Linked DNA regions of Sus scrofa: region 2 is linked to region 1. The links are chromatin contacts, called in public Hi-C maps. All regions are on one chromosome and are shown on one strand. The core of a region is the stretch at or near the end of the contact, and the rest is flanking DNA. Distances in the headings are between cores, read along the strand shown.

Region 1 (6,272 bases), core at 2,085-4,584:
CCTTGTTGGGAATGAGATTTGTCAAGGGTTTATCCTTTAGTGAAAACTCAGTAAATGTTTAAATGGTATTAATAATAAAGACCAGGAGTGAAAGTTCATACTTAAAGAATAAACTAATTAATTGACTGTTAAATAATTTTGACTTATTTCTAAAACCTCATGCAGAGTGAAATGGTTGTCATTTAGGAAAATGTCTTTGGAGGTCCTGTGGGGTAATGACTCCATCTCCAAACTGTTTTCCTCTATAATATAGTGATACCTCTATTAAGGAATCCTCCTGTAAGAACAGCTTAGTCAGGTGTGTTTAAAAAAAGACTCCCTTCCCTAAAAGAAACCCACACAAACCCACTCTAGAGCTGCCTGCCACCATTTATAGACTAGAACCCTCCTAGTTATTGAAGAACAAGTAGAGCTTTTCTTAGGCTCCAGGGCAAAAATGTGGTCTGTCTTCAGGTGCCTTGTTTCCTGTGCTTTGCCCTCCTCCCCCTGCTCCCAAGAAGTAATGGCATTCCTGCATTTGCTTGTGGATAGCACTTTTCAAAGAGCCTCCATTTGATTGTTTCATTGAATCCCTACATCCCCTAAGCGGGGTGATATTGGTCTCTTTCCTGTTTTTCTTCCAATTTTGACAATGAGGAAGCTGAGGTTAGCTCATTTAACAAGCATCTGACTGCCAAGGATGGGGTTCTCTTGTTAGATGCTGGGGGTGCCTGTTAAATGCCCAAGGAGGTGGCAGCTCAGAAACAGGCAGTTTCAATGTAGAATGCTGTGTTTTGGTCCAGACAGCAGGCAAGGCTGCCATAGAATAATGAACTGGACCCTGGCCTAGCAGCTGGTGAAGTGCTGATGGCTGAGCCCAGTCTGAAGAACCAGGCAGAGGGAGTAGCTTGTTTGAGCAAAGGTCTGGAGGTGGGAACTGCAAAGAGTGAGTGTGTAATAACCTTGAGAACTTATTGTGCATCAGGCTCTTTGCTAAGTAATTTTTATCTTCACCACACCTGTGTGAAGCTATGAATAGGTGCTGGTCTTATTCTCATTTAATAGACGAGGAGCCTGAGGCTCGGAGAGGAAATGACTTATGCAGGATTATCTGGAAAATGGTGGAGCTGGGATCCAAACTCAGGCTTTCTTACTTCACAGTTCTGTCTCAAAACCACTATGTGTTTCTACTTCTCTCTTGAGCTTGTCTGCTCCTCTCCTTTTAAGCTCCTGTCTTTAACAACCCCAGGCTTGGCTTGGGTCATAATGGTAACTCGCTGACAGCCTTGATACCACACTGAATTTAATTGTTTGAATTCCGTTCTGTAGGAGAACTACTGAGCTTTTTTTTTTTTTTTTTTTTTTAAATGAGATATAATTGACATGTATCCTGAAGTGTTTTAAACAGAGAAGTCTTATGCTTTAGAAATATTACTGTAGGAGTTCCCATTGTGGCTCAGCAGTAATGAACCTGACTAGTATCCATGAGGATGCCGGTTTGATTCCTGGCCTCACTCAGTGGGTTAAGGATCTGGCATTGCTGTGAGATGTAGTGTAGGTTGCAGACTCAGCTCTCATCCTGAGTTGTTGTGGCGGCTGGCAGCTTCAGCTCCGATTTGACCCCTAGCCTGGGAATTTCCTATGCAGCTGGTGCAGCCCTTAAAAAAAAAAAGAAAGAAAGAAAGAAGGAAATATTACTGTAGTAGCACTGATGAAAGTTAGCTACAGAGTTGTAGTTGACTACTTAGACTACCCAGGTTCAATTTCTTGTTCCAATACTCCAATACTTAGTAGCTTTGTCATTTGGGCAGCTTACTTTCTGAACCTTTGTTTTTTCATCTATAAAACGTATATAATAATCCTCATTACAAACTTATGAGGTAGGTGCTAAATGAGATGATGTATAAAGCCCTTAGGAAAGTGCCTGTCATAAATAGGTAATCAGAAGTCAAATTAGGAGTTCCCACTGTGGCACAATGGGATCGGTGGTGTCTCTGGAGTGCTGGGACATAGGTTTGATCCCCACCTGGCACAGTGGATTAAGGATCTGGTGTTGCCGCAGCTGTGGCATAGGTCACAGCTGTGGCTCGGATCTGATTCCTGGCCTGCGAACTCCATATGGCATGGGGTAGCCAAAAAAAGAGGAAAAAAAAAAGCCAGTCTCTTAAGATAGTTTTGATTTGTATCTGGGGAGGGTGTGGATGGAGGTTTTGAGCTCCAATATGAGCTGCTGCAGTAATCGGATTAGAGCTGATGGGGGCCCAGTTCAACTGGGCCGCCACTGGGCAATGGTAGAAATGTAGAAAGTAGGTGTGACAGAATGGTGACTGAGAGTGGCAGGCATGGGCAATGCTCATGTTTCTACTTGGCACATTGGCCAGTCTTGGGGCCTCACATTGTGATGGGGAGAAAAGGAGAAGGAACTGGTGAGGGTAAGATGATTAGCTCAGTGAGGTTGAGTAATGCGCCAAAGGTCATTTAACAAATGTATTCCTGAGCCAAGCCTGGGCACTAGGCCCTTTCCACTGTTTCTGGGAAGATCCACTGATTTAACCAATTCATTTTCAGTAATTTGGAATGAGTAAACTCAACCTGTATTTGCTCTCTGTCTGAATTTTAATTGTGGAAGGAAAAACTTGGCCCTTGGAAAAAGGATTTCAAGTATCTGGGAAGAGGGTAAGGACTTTTTTTGGCCTAGTTCTTTCATTCTTCCCTCCTTTCTTTTTTTCCTTCCTTACCATCTCAAGTAAAAGAGGCTAATTCGGCTCTTTTAGTGTGACCTGGGCAAGGGCCTGAAGGAATGATATGATTGGTTTTAGACCTTGTCTTCCTTCTGTGTTGAGGAAATGATAGTGGAGGGGCCCTTGCCCCTACTTGAACCACCTTGTCACTTCCCCAGGACTAAAGATGTGCTCTTTTATGTTCTTTCTGTTGGATACTATTGGTTAATATTGCATAATGATATTGACTTGTAATCCTTTGTGTCTGATGTCCTTTTTGCTGGTGTTGCTGTTATCACACAACCATTTTATCACCAATGCTGAGTATTTAGTGTGAATATTTAGTGTGTATTTTGCTGAGCACTTAACATCCATTGACTCACTTATTCCAAACAACTCCAGGAGGTAGGGGTTATTAATCCCCTTTTATTGATGGGCAAACAGAAAGAGGCTGGGTGATTTTTCTCATTTTCACTTAGTGGACAACGAGCGAGGCCAGAATTGGCTAGAAAGTCAGGTCCTATCCTTAAGTATTCCCTGGCCTTCCTCCAAGACAGAACTTTGGCAGAGTCCCCTTGGAAGCTTCCTCCTGTGAGACCTAGGGTTGTCTGGACCTGCTGATATTGTTTGTGCTTCTCTGGGCAGGCAGTGAGGGCTGTAGGGACATCTCCATCTCCTAGGCTTAGGGCTGTGTGGGTGAGGGCAGCGCATGCCTGCCTTAGGCGCCTTACCTCTGGGGCATTCCCCTCACTCTTCCCCTAGATCTTCTCTTGGTTGTCTCCTGGTCATTCAGATCACTGCTCAGACTTTAGCTCCTCGGAGTTCTTTCTCTTTTCTCTTGGTCTTTTTTGTCTCTTTAGGGCTGCACCTATACCACAGCAATGCAGGATCTGAGCCACATCTGTGACCTACACCACACCTCATGGCAATGCTGGATTTTTAACCTGCGGAGCGAGGCCAGGGATCAAACCTGCGTCCTCATGGATGCTAGTCGGGTTCTTTAACTGCTGAGCCATGGTGGGAACTCCCCTCAGAGTTCTTTCTAACAGCCTTATCTAAAGTGGTCCTCCCCATCATTGGCTTACATTGTTTTGTTGGGTTTTCCCCATAGAATTTGTCCTCCCAGAAATTATCTTCTATGTATATGTGTTTATCATGTTCCTATTCCCCACTAGAGAACAGGGCTGGGGTGTCTCATCCTTCTGGCACCTATCTCCAGCACCTGGCATGTAGTAGGCACTCAGCGAATATTTATTGAATGAAGGAGGCATAAAGATTTAAGCTTGTCTTTCACTTGAAGTGTCCTTCAGTTTGCAAGGGGGTTGCATTACCTTTAAAAGTCATCATCACCCTTTAATGGAGGTTTAGTGCAAGCCTGGTGTAAGCACTGTTAGGTTTCATAAAGCCTTTTCTGTAGTTTCTGGTGCTTGACAATCTTTCCAGAATTTATTTTCCCCTAATCCTGTCTAGAGCAGACTCATTAAAAGACCTTGTGAAATTCCTGCTATGGCGCAGCTGGATTGGCAGCATCTCTGCAGTGCTAAGACGTAGGTTCAATCCCTGGCCCGGCACAGTGGGTTGAGGATCCAGCATTGTCACAACTGCAACTGTGGCTTGGATCTGATCCCTGGCCCAGAAACTCCATGTGCCTCGGGGTGGCCAGCAGAAAAGAAAAAAAAAAAATCTTGTTTCATGCTCACCTATCACTTTATTTATTTATTTAAAATTTTTTTTTGTTTTTTTAGGGCCGTACCCGAGGCACATGGAGGTTTCCCAGGCTAGGGGTCAAATCAGAGCTGTAGCTGCTGGGATCTGAGGTGTGTTTGCAACCTACACCACACAGCTCATGGTAATGCTGGATCCTTAACTCAGCAAGGCCAGGGATCGAACCTGTGTCCTCATGGATGCTAGTCCGGTTCGTTAACTGCTAAGCCTGACAGGAACTTCCCACCTATCACTTTAATTCTTTATTACTTTAAGCCCACAGCCTCTTCTCTCAGAGCACAGTTGGGTTGCTGAGGGCAGGAACTCCATGTAGTACCATGGCTACAGTACTCTTAAATCTCTCCCCAAATAAAATCCAGAGTCCATGTAAGTACAACATTAACTGTAAAAGTGTTATGAATTCAGAAAATTCTGCTATTTTTTTTTTTTTTTTGTCTTTTTGCCATTTCTTGGGCCCCTCCCGCAGCATATGGAGGTTCCCAGGCTAGGGGTCAAATTGGAGTTGTAGCTACCGGCGTACACCAGAGCCACAGCAACGTGGGATCCGAGCCGCTGTCTGCGACTTATACCACAGCTCATGGCAACACCGGATCCTTAACCCACTGAGCAAGGCCAGGGATCGAACCCGCAACCTCATGGCTCCCAGTCAGATTCGTTAACCACTGAGCCACGACGGGAACTCCAATTCTGCTATTTTTTGAGTGCTTACTTTGTACTAGATGTATAGGGGCTTTGCAAATCTTTTCTCATCTAATTCTTTCAGCACCCAAGATAGAGGCCATGAATTCTCATTTAGTGAGTTAAGGAGAATTCAAAGATGTAGCTCATAAGCAAACATGTGGTAGTGGTTAGGAATCTGGAGCCACAGAGCCTAGATTCAAATCCTGCCTCAGCTTCTTTCTGTATGGGTGTCCTAGGACAATCCCTCCCCCCCTGCCCCCGCCCCGCACGGCCCCTGCTTTTTTTCTCATTGTGGATATTAATAGTAGTATTTATCTCTGCAGTTGTAAGTATTACATGACTTAATATATACAGAGTTAGCTATTATTACTGTTATCAGTGTACCTTATGTAGGTCTTACTAGTTTATATAGGGTAAGGTTAGTTCACATCTTCATCATTTTAGTAGCTGATTAACATTCTTTGTTTGATTTATTAGGCTTCTGTTGAGCATCAGTCAGCAGTCATTCCTTTTCCTGATGGAGCTTATAATGTAGTCCTTCTATATTAGGTTTAAATATTCTTTTATTTTTAAACATGTAAATTATATTTAGTTTCCCCAGAATCGTATGTAAAAAATGTTTTTTTCCCCATTTTCACAAATGATTTATTTATTTTGTCTTTTTGCTGATTCTTGGGCTGCTCCCGCAGCATATGGAGTTTCCCAGGCTAGGGGTCGAATCAGAGCTGTAGCTGCCAGCCTACACCAGAGCCACAGCAACATGGGATCCGAGCCACGTCTGCGACCTACACCACAGCTCATGGCAACACCGGATCGTTAACCCACTGAGCAAGGGCAGGGATCAAACCCGCAACTTCATGGTTCCTAGTTGGATTTGTTAACCACTGCGCCATGACGGGAACTCCACAAATGATTTATTTTTATCCTGGGTTGTATTCTTCGGATTGAAACTACTGAGTCCAAGTATATAAGCGGTTTTACAGCTTGTTTCTTGCTTCCAGGTTGAAGTATAAAAAGACGGCCATGGTCAGGGCCTCGGGCAGTGGTTGGTTCACTTGTTCCAGTATTCCTATAGCTGGGCCTGTCTTAAGTTTTGTCCTTTTTGAAAAATAAATATTTCTGCATATTATATAGGGCTGTCCTAATTCTGACATAACATTTGAAAAG
Region 2 (6,095 bases), core at 853-3,352, 95 kb after region 1:
ATAAAGTCAGGTTTCCGGATCAAACAGACTAAGATGATCTCTGGCTCTGTGAGAGGTCAGTCCTTAACTAATGTGTCAAGCTGCAGTTTCTTAGTCATATGTGCTCTATCATCCATTAGAAATATAATGTGATGGAGTTCTCTGGTGGCCTAACAGTTAAGGATTCGTCATTGTCACTGCTGTTGGCTTTGTTCGATCCCTGGCCCAAGAACTTGTGCATGCTGAGGGTATGGCCAAATAAATAAAAGGAAATGTAATGCGGTCAGCCTGTAGCTTTTTCTGGTAGCCACATTTTAAAACATAAAAAGAAACAAGTGAAATTTCTTTGAGTAAATTTTAGCTCAAAATATCCAAAATGCTATATCTATCATTTAAGCATGTAATTAGTGTAAGAATTACTGTTTAATAAGCTATTATGTATTCTTTTTCTTGTATTAAGCCTTTAAAATCCAGTGTGTGTTTTAAACTTACTGAACATTTCAGTTGAGACCAACCACATTTCAGGTGCTCAGTAGGTACATATGGCTAAGTGGCCACAGAGTTGGTCCATACAGCTCTATTACCCTCAGCTGTTGTGCCACATGGGAACTTCCAAGATTATTTTTTTTAAGGTAAACAAAATGCTAGGAAGAAGTAGAAACTCTGTAAATTGCTTTTCCTTTCTTTCCCACTATGGGTTATAACGGATGAACATGGTAATTGTCCATGGGGAGGCTTTGCCCAGTGTAATGCACCTGACTTAGAGGGTGGGTATTCCTGGTCATGTACAGATCTCTTGTTTGGTTTTGGAATTCCTGATTAATTTTACTTGAGGTCTTGATTTGTGTTGAACAATATGTGCAGGCTTGGAGTCTACACACCTGAATTTGAATCTAGCCTCCACTACTTGCTTTCTGTGAGACCTTGGACAGAAGAACTGTTGAGCTTCAGTTTCTCTATCTGTGAAATGGAGATAATATAACTAGCTATCTCAGAACTTTGTTACATTAAATGACCTAATGTAAAAGGCTTAGCACAATGTCAGGCCCATAGTAAATTCTTAGTAAATACTAGCTCTTTATCTTAGAGAAAACATTAACCCAAGCAGTCAGAGAGTTGAGTTCTAAACTCAGTTTATCTCTGATGAGCTGCAAAACCAAAAGACAAGTTGTTACCATTGTGGTTACCAAATTAAGAAACCTGAGCGAGGAGTTCCTGTTGTGGCTCAGCAGGTTAAGAACCCGGATAATAGACATAAGGACTCAGTGGGTTAAGGATCTGGTGTTGCCAGGAGCTGCAGTGTAGGTTGCAGGTGGGGCTTGGATCTGGCGTGGCTGTGGCTGTGGCATATGCTGGCAGCTGCAGCTCTGATTCAACCCCTAGCCTGGGAACTTCCATATGCTGTGGGTGTGGCCCGAAAAGATTAAAAAAAAAAAGTCTTTTTTGCTTTTTTAGGGCAGCTGCAGCATATGGAAATTCCCAGGCGTCAAATCGGAGCTACAGCTGCTGGCCTGCACCACAGCCACAGCAATGTGGGATCTGAGCCACGTCTTCGACCTACACCACAGCTCCTGGCACCGCCAGCTCCTTAACCCACTGAGTGAGGCCAGGGATCAAACCCATACCCTCATGGGTCCTAGTCAGGTTTGTTACCGCCAAGCCATGACAGGAACTCCGCAAAACGTTTTTTGTTTTTTTTTTTTTATGTTCTGCCCTTTTTTTTTTATGTTCTGCCGTTCTCATACCAATATACGGGGATTTTATTCTCTCTCAATATAGAAGGACATCTTTTACTGGGATTTGGAAATCCCTGAATTGAGGATTTTTCCCTGCCAGGTTTTTAAAATAACAAGATCTGCTCTGGGTACAGTTGCCAGGTTGGCAGGGGTGGACAATTACAAAATGCTTTGAGGAAACAAAAGGGTCTTTTAAATCCTTCTGTTTTAACTTGTTACCTTTCTGCTGTTCCTTTGTAGAACTGGTCAGTTTGGTGGCAGAGTGTGCCACACAGCCTCTCACCCGCTGTTAGAGTATAGCCTGGTCATTCCTGCACCATCTCAGATTGAGAGCAGGTTTGTGCAGCCCGGAAGGGACGTGCTGCCCCCGCCCCCCATGTCAGGTGGACACAGATGATTTCACAACTCAGATTGCTGAGATTGCCAGCAGTTCCCAGGCTGAAGGAAACCAGACCCTTCATCTTTCTATGCTCTAGCTGGGAAATTAAAGCTCTGGCCACACTTCCTACCTCTGCTACTAACCAGCAGGATCCTCGGTTTTGACCATCTGTGAACTGGAGTCAGTTGGCATGTTTAGCTTTCATCATGCTGCTAGATATCAATGTGAAAAACGTAGAGGCATAATCAGAATATTCTGTAGGTCCCAGCCCTCCAGAAGGCACCCTCTGTTCCAGGCATTGCCCCCACTTTTCTCACATCAGAGCCTCTTTCTGTTTCCTAATGGTTGTTGGGTACTTGACTAATCTGATAACTAAATTTCTTAAGATTTGAAAAAATAAAACCAGCTCAATAGCTCACCTGTTCTCGCAGCATATTTAGTTTTCACCTCAACTGCTAAGGAAGCCCTTATCCTTAGGGTGGAATTTCAGGTGGTGGCAGAAGTTTGGTTGGGGAGATGTTTCAAGATGAGACTCTGACACCAGGCAGCCTGTGTCCTAGTTCACAGGCAGTGTGAATTTGACATTATGCTTAAGTGAAAAACAGAATATTACAGAATGTATGCTGCTTGGGGATTTTTTTTTTTTTAATTTTTTTTTATTTTTTTAGGACCGCACCTGTGGCATATGGAAGTTCCCAGGCTAGGGATCAAATTGGAGCTAGAGCTGTTGGCGTACACCACAGCCACAGCAGTGCAGGATCCGAGCCATGTCTGCAACATACACTACAGCTCATGGCAATGCTGGATTCTTAACCCACTGAGGGTGGCCAGGTATTGAGCCTGCATCCTCATGGATACTAGTCGGATTCATTTCCACTGAGCCATGATGGGAACTCCTGCTTGGGAATAAATAAGGTAAAAAAGTACTCTCTTTATGGTGAGTAATCTGATTATGACAACTGGGAACTTGGGTACTAAAAGATTTCTCAGATGAAGATTCCATCAGGACCAGAAAGTGCTCTACAGACATTTTTATTTTTGGTCTGCCCCACCCCCACCTTCCACTGCCTGCCCCTGCCCCTAATTTCCCTGCTGGTCAGGTTAGGCAGAGAAAAGCAGTTCTGGTCTGAGTGTCCATAGACTGAATCTTTTTTTTTTTTTCTTTCTCTTTTCTAGGGCCGTACCCATGGCATATGGAGGTTCCCAGGCAAGTGACCTACACCACAGCTCACAGCAATGCCAGATCCTTAACCCACTGAGCGAGGCTGGGGATTGAACCTGCTACCTCATGGTTCCTAGTCAGATTCGTTAACCACTGAGCCATGACAGGAACTCCATAGACCGAATCTTAGTAATAGTGTGGCTACTGTTCACTTATCTGAGCTCTTCGCAGATCTGATTTCCTCCTCTCCAAAATGAAGATGTAAGACTAGGAATGAGACGGGGCTCTTTCATGTGAGGAGAAAAGCACATAAACAGATACAGTGAGAACTGCTACGTTTTATATAAGGAACATATAAAGTGCTGTGGGAACTCAGATTCAGGTTTTTCCTGTAAAATGGGCTGGGAGGCTGAGAGCTGGGGGTGACATTTGAGTTAAGTCTTAAAGGGAGAGGGTAGGTAGGGGTTGGACCAGATGGCAGGGGAATAGGAAAGGCATCCCTATGCCAGGAACAAGCAGAGCAAAGTTCAGAGGCATTGAGGGGGAAAAAGTGTCATGATCACATGTCCCTAAGGTACCCCTTCCCACTCCGGCCTTCAGATGTTTCCTCTTCCCTCAGCCAGGCCCTTAGTCACATAAGTTAATTTGGAAGGTCAGTTTATTTTTTATTTATTTTCCATTATGGTTTATTATAGGATATTGGATATAATCCCCTGTGCTGCAGTAGATCCTTGTTGTTTATCCTTTCTATATGTAATATTTTGCATCTGCTAGTCTCAAACTCCCATTCTGACCCTTCCCCCTGACCTCCTATAACCACAAGTCTGTTCTCTGTGTCTGTGAGTCTGTTTCTGTTTTGTAGGTAAGTTCATTTGTGTCGTATTTTAGATTCCGCATATATAAGTGATGTCGTGATATTTGTCTTTTTCTTTCTGGCTTAATTTGCTTACTATGATAATCTCTAGGTCCATGCATGTAGCTGCAAATGGCAATATTTCATTGCTTTTTTATGGCTGAGGAATATTCCATTGTGTACATGTAGCAGATCTTTTTGAGCCCTTATCTGTTGATGGACATTTAGGTTATTTTCATGTCTTGGCTATTGTGAATAGTGCTGCTATGAATATTGGGGGGGGGGCGGCACGTGTATATTTTTGAATTACAGTTTTGTCTGGATATATGCCCAGGAGTGAGATTGCTGGATCACATGGCAACTCTATTTTTAGTTTTTGTGAGAAACCTCCATACTGTTCTCCATAGCAGCTGTATCAATTTACATTCCTACCAAGAGTGTAGGAGGGTTCCCTTTTCTCCACACCCTCTCCAGCATTTGTTACTCCTAGATTTTTTTTAATGTTTTTTGATTTCTAGGGCTGCACCTGAGGTGTATGGAGGTTCCTAGGCTAGGGGTTGAATCGGAGCTGCAGCTGCCAGCCTACACCACAGCCCCAGCAATGCCAGATCTGAGCCGAGTCTGTGACCTACATCACAGCTCACAGCACCGTTGTGTCCTTAACCCACTGAGTGAGGCTAGATATCCCCACCAGGTAATAGTCAGGTTTGTTACTACTGAGCCACACTGGGAACTCCTATAGACTTTTTTTTGCTTTTTAGGGCCTCACTTGCGACATATGGAAATTCCCAGGCTAAGGGTCGTATCAGACTTGTAGTTGCGAGCCTACACCACAGCCACTGCATCTTGGGATCTGAGCCGTGTCTGCAGCCTACACCACAGCTCACAACAACGCCAGATCCCCAACCCACTGAGCAAGGCCAGGGATCGAACCCACATTCTCATGGATACTGTTCGGATTCGTTTCCACTGGGCCACAATGGCAACTTCTCCTATAGACTTTTTAATGGTGGCCAGTCTGACTAGTGTGAGACAGTACTTCGTTGTAGTTTTGATTTGCATTTCTCTAATAATTAGCAGTGTTGAACAGAACATCTTTTCATGTGCCTATTGGCCTTTTGTATGTTAAGTTCAGTTTCGAATTGCTTTTCCAAACAAGGTTTCTTAGAATGCCAGAATCCACTTAGTAAAGTCTCTTCCAGAGGTGATTTCAGGCTTCCTTGGTGTTTGGGTTTGATTCTGTGTAAGTCACTTCAGTCTGGAGTAGAGATTTGGCCCAGAAAGAATATTCAGGTATCAAAGGGAACTTATCTGTGCTTATTACCTCTTGTTAAATCCATTTCATTCATATTCTCACTCTGGGCAAACCTTACCTAAGGTCAAAAGAAGCCTTGGGGCACCAGAATGGGTACTTCTTTGCACCTTCTCTTGGGGTGCTTGAGGGACCTTCTTACCAAAACATGCCCTCTTTCCCCTTAAAGGGAAGGGAATGATAGGAGCTAAACTAGGATATGGATTATGTGGCCTTAAAGAGAGAACCAAAGAAGGTGGTTTAAGATGGGGATTTATTTCCACCTCAGGTCAGATTGTAAGCGCCCCACAGTGACACTGCTGTGGCTCTCTGCATTTGTCCAGGGCCAGCTTTCTGCCCATTGTCCCACCAGGCCTAAGGTGTTGCTCTCTCTGCATGATCTAAAATCACTCATTTACCACCTTGTCCATCTTTCAGCTGCAGGGAAGGGGGCATCCCTCTTTCTTTTAAGAGCACAACCCAGAAGTGCCACACATGACTTCTGTTTATATCCTGTAGGTCAGAACATGTGACATGGCTACTCCTCTCTCAGGGGAAGCTGGAAAATGCACTCCTTTCCTAGGGAAGAAATGGAGAAATAGGTATTGGAGAAGTCAGGGCTTGAGGGAGGGGTTTGTTGAAGGCCCATTTGGGCTAGTGTCTGGATGAGATCCATGGTGGGGGACTGATGGGAG

The links. A called contact is a pair of places that touch in the nucleus more often than the background predicts.
Region 2: a contact with region 1 is called in a Hi-C map of liver, with 3 times the contacts expected there. The contact joins two enhancer-like sites. A contact is called at or near these places in 2 of 47 Hi-C or Micro-C datasets (epiblast stem cells and liver) and 1 of 2 datasets of contacts at active chromatin or transcription factors (alveolar macrophages).

Annotation. Positions count from the first base shown.
Region 1 is chr17:39,102,532-39,108,803 of Sscrofa11.1, forward strand. The region is part of intron 1 of PHF20 (PHD finger protein 20); the gene reads left to right. Among named protein-coding and RNA genes, the nearest start is that of PHF20, 13 kb to the left of the region's middle. Within about 2 kb of position 3,335, at least 15 of the 83 cell types and tissues checked have an H3K27ac peak or open chromatin away from gene starts, as enhancers often do. A contact at or near this core is called in liver, where this site is marked.
Region 2 is chr17:39,199,174-39,205,268 of Sscrofa11.1, forward strand. All of the region lies in intron 10 of PHF20 (PHD finger protein 20), which reads left to right. Among named protein-coding and RNA genes, the nearest start is that of CNBD2, 43 kb to the right of the region's middle. Within about 2 kb of position 2,103, at least 5 of the 83 cell types and tissues checked have an H3K27ac peak or open chromatin away from gene starts, as enhancers often do. A contact at or near this core is called in liver, where this site is marked.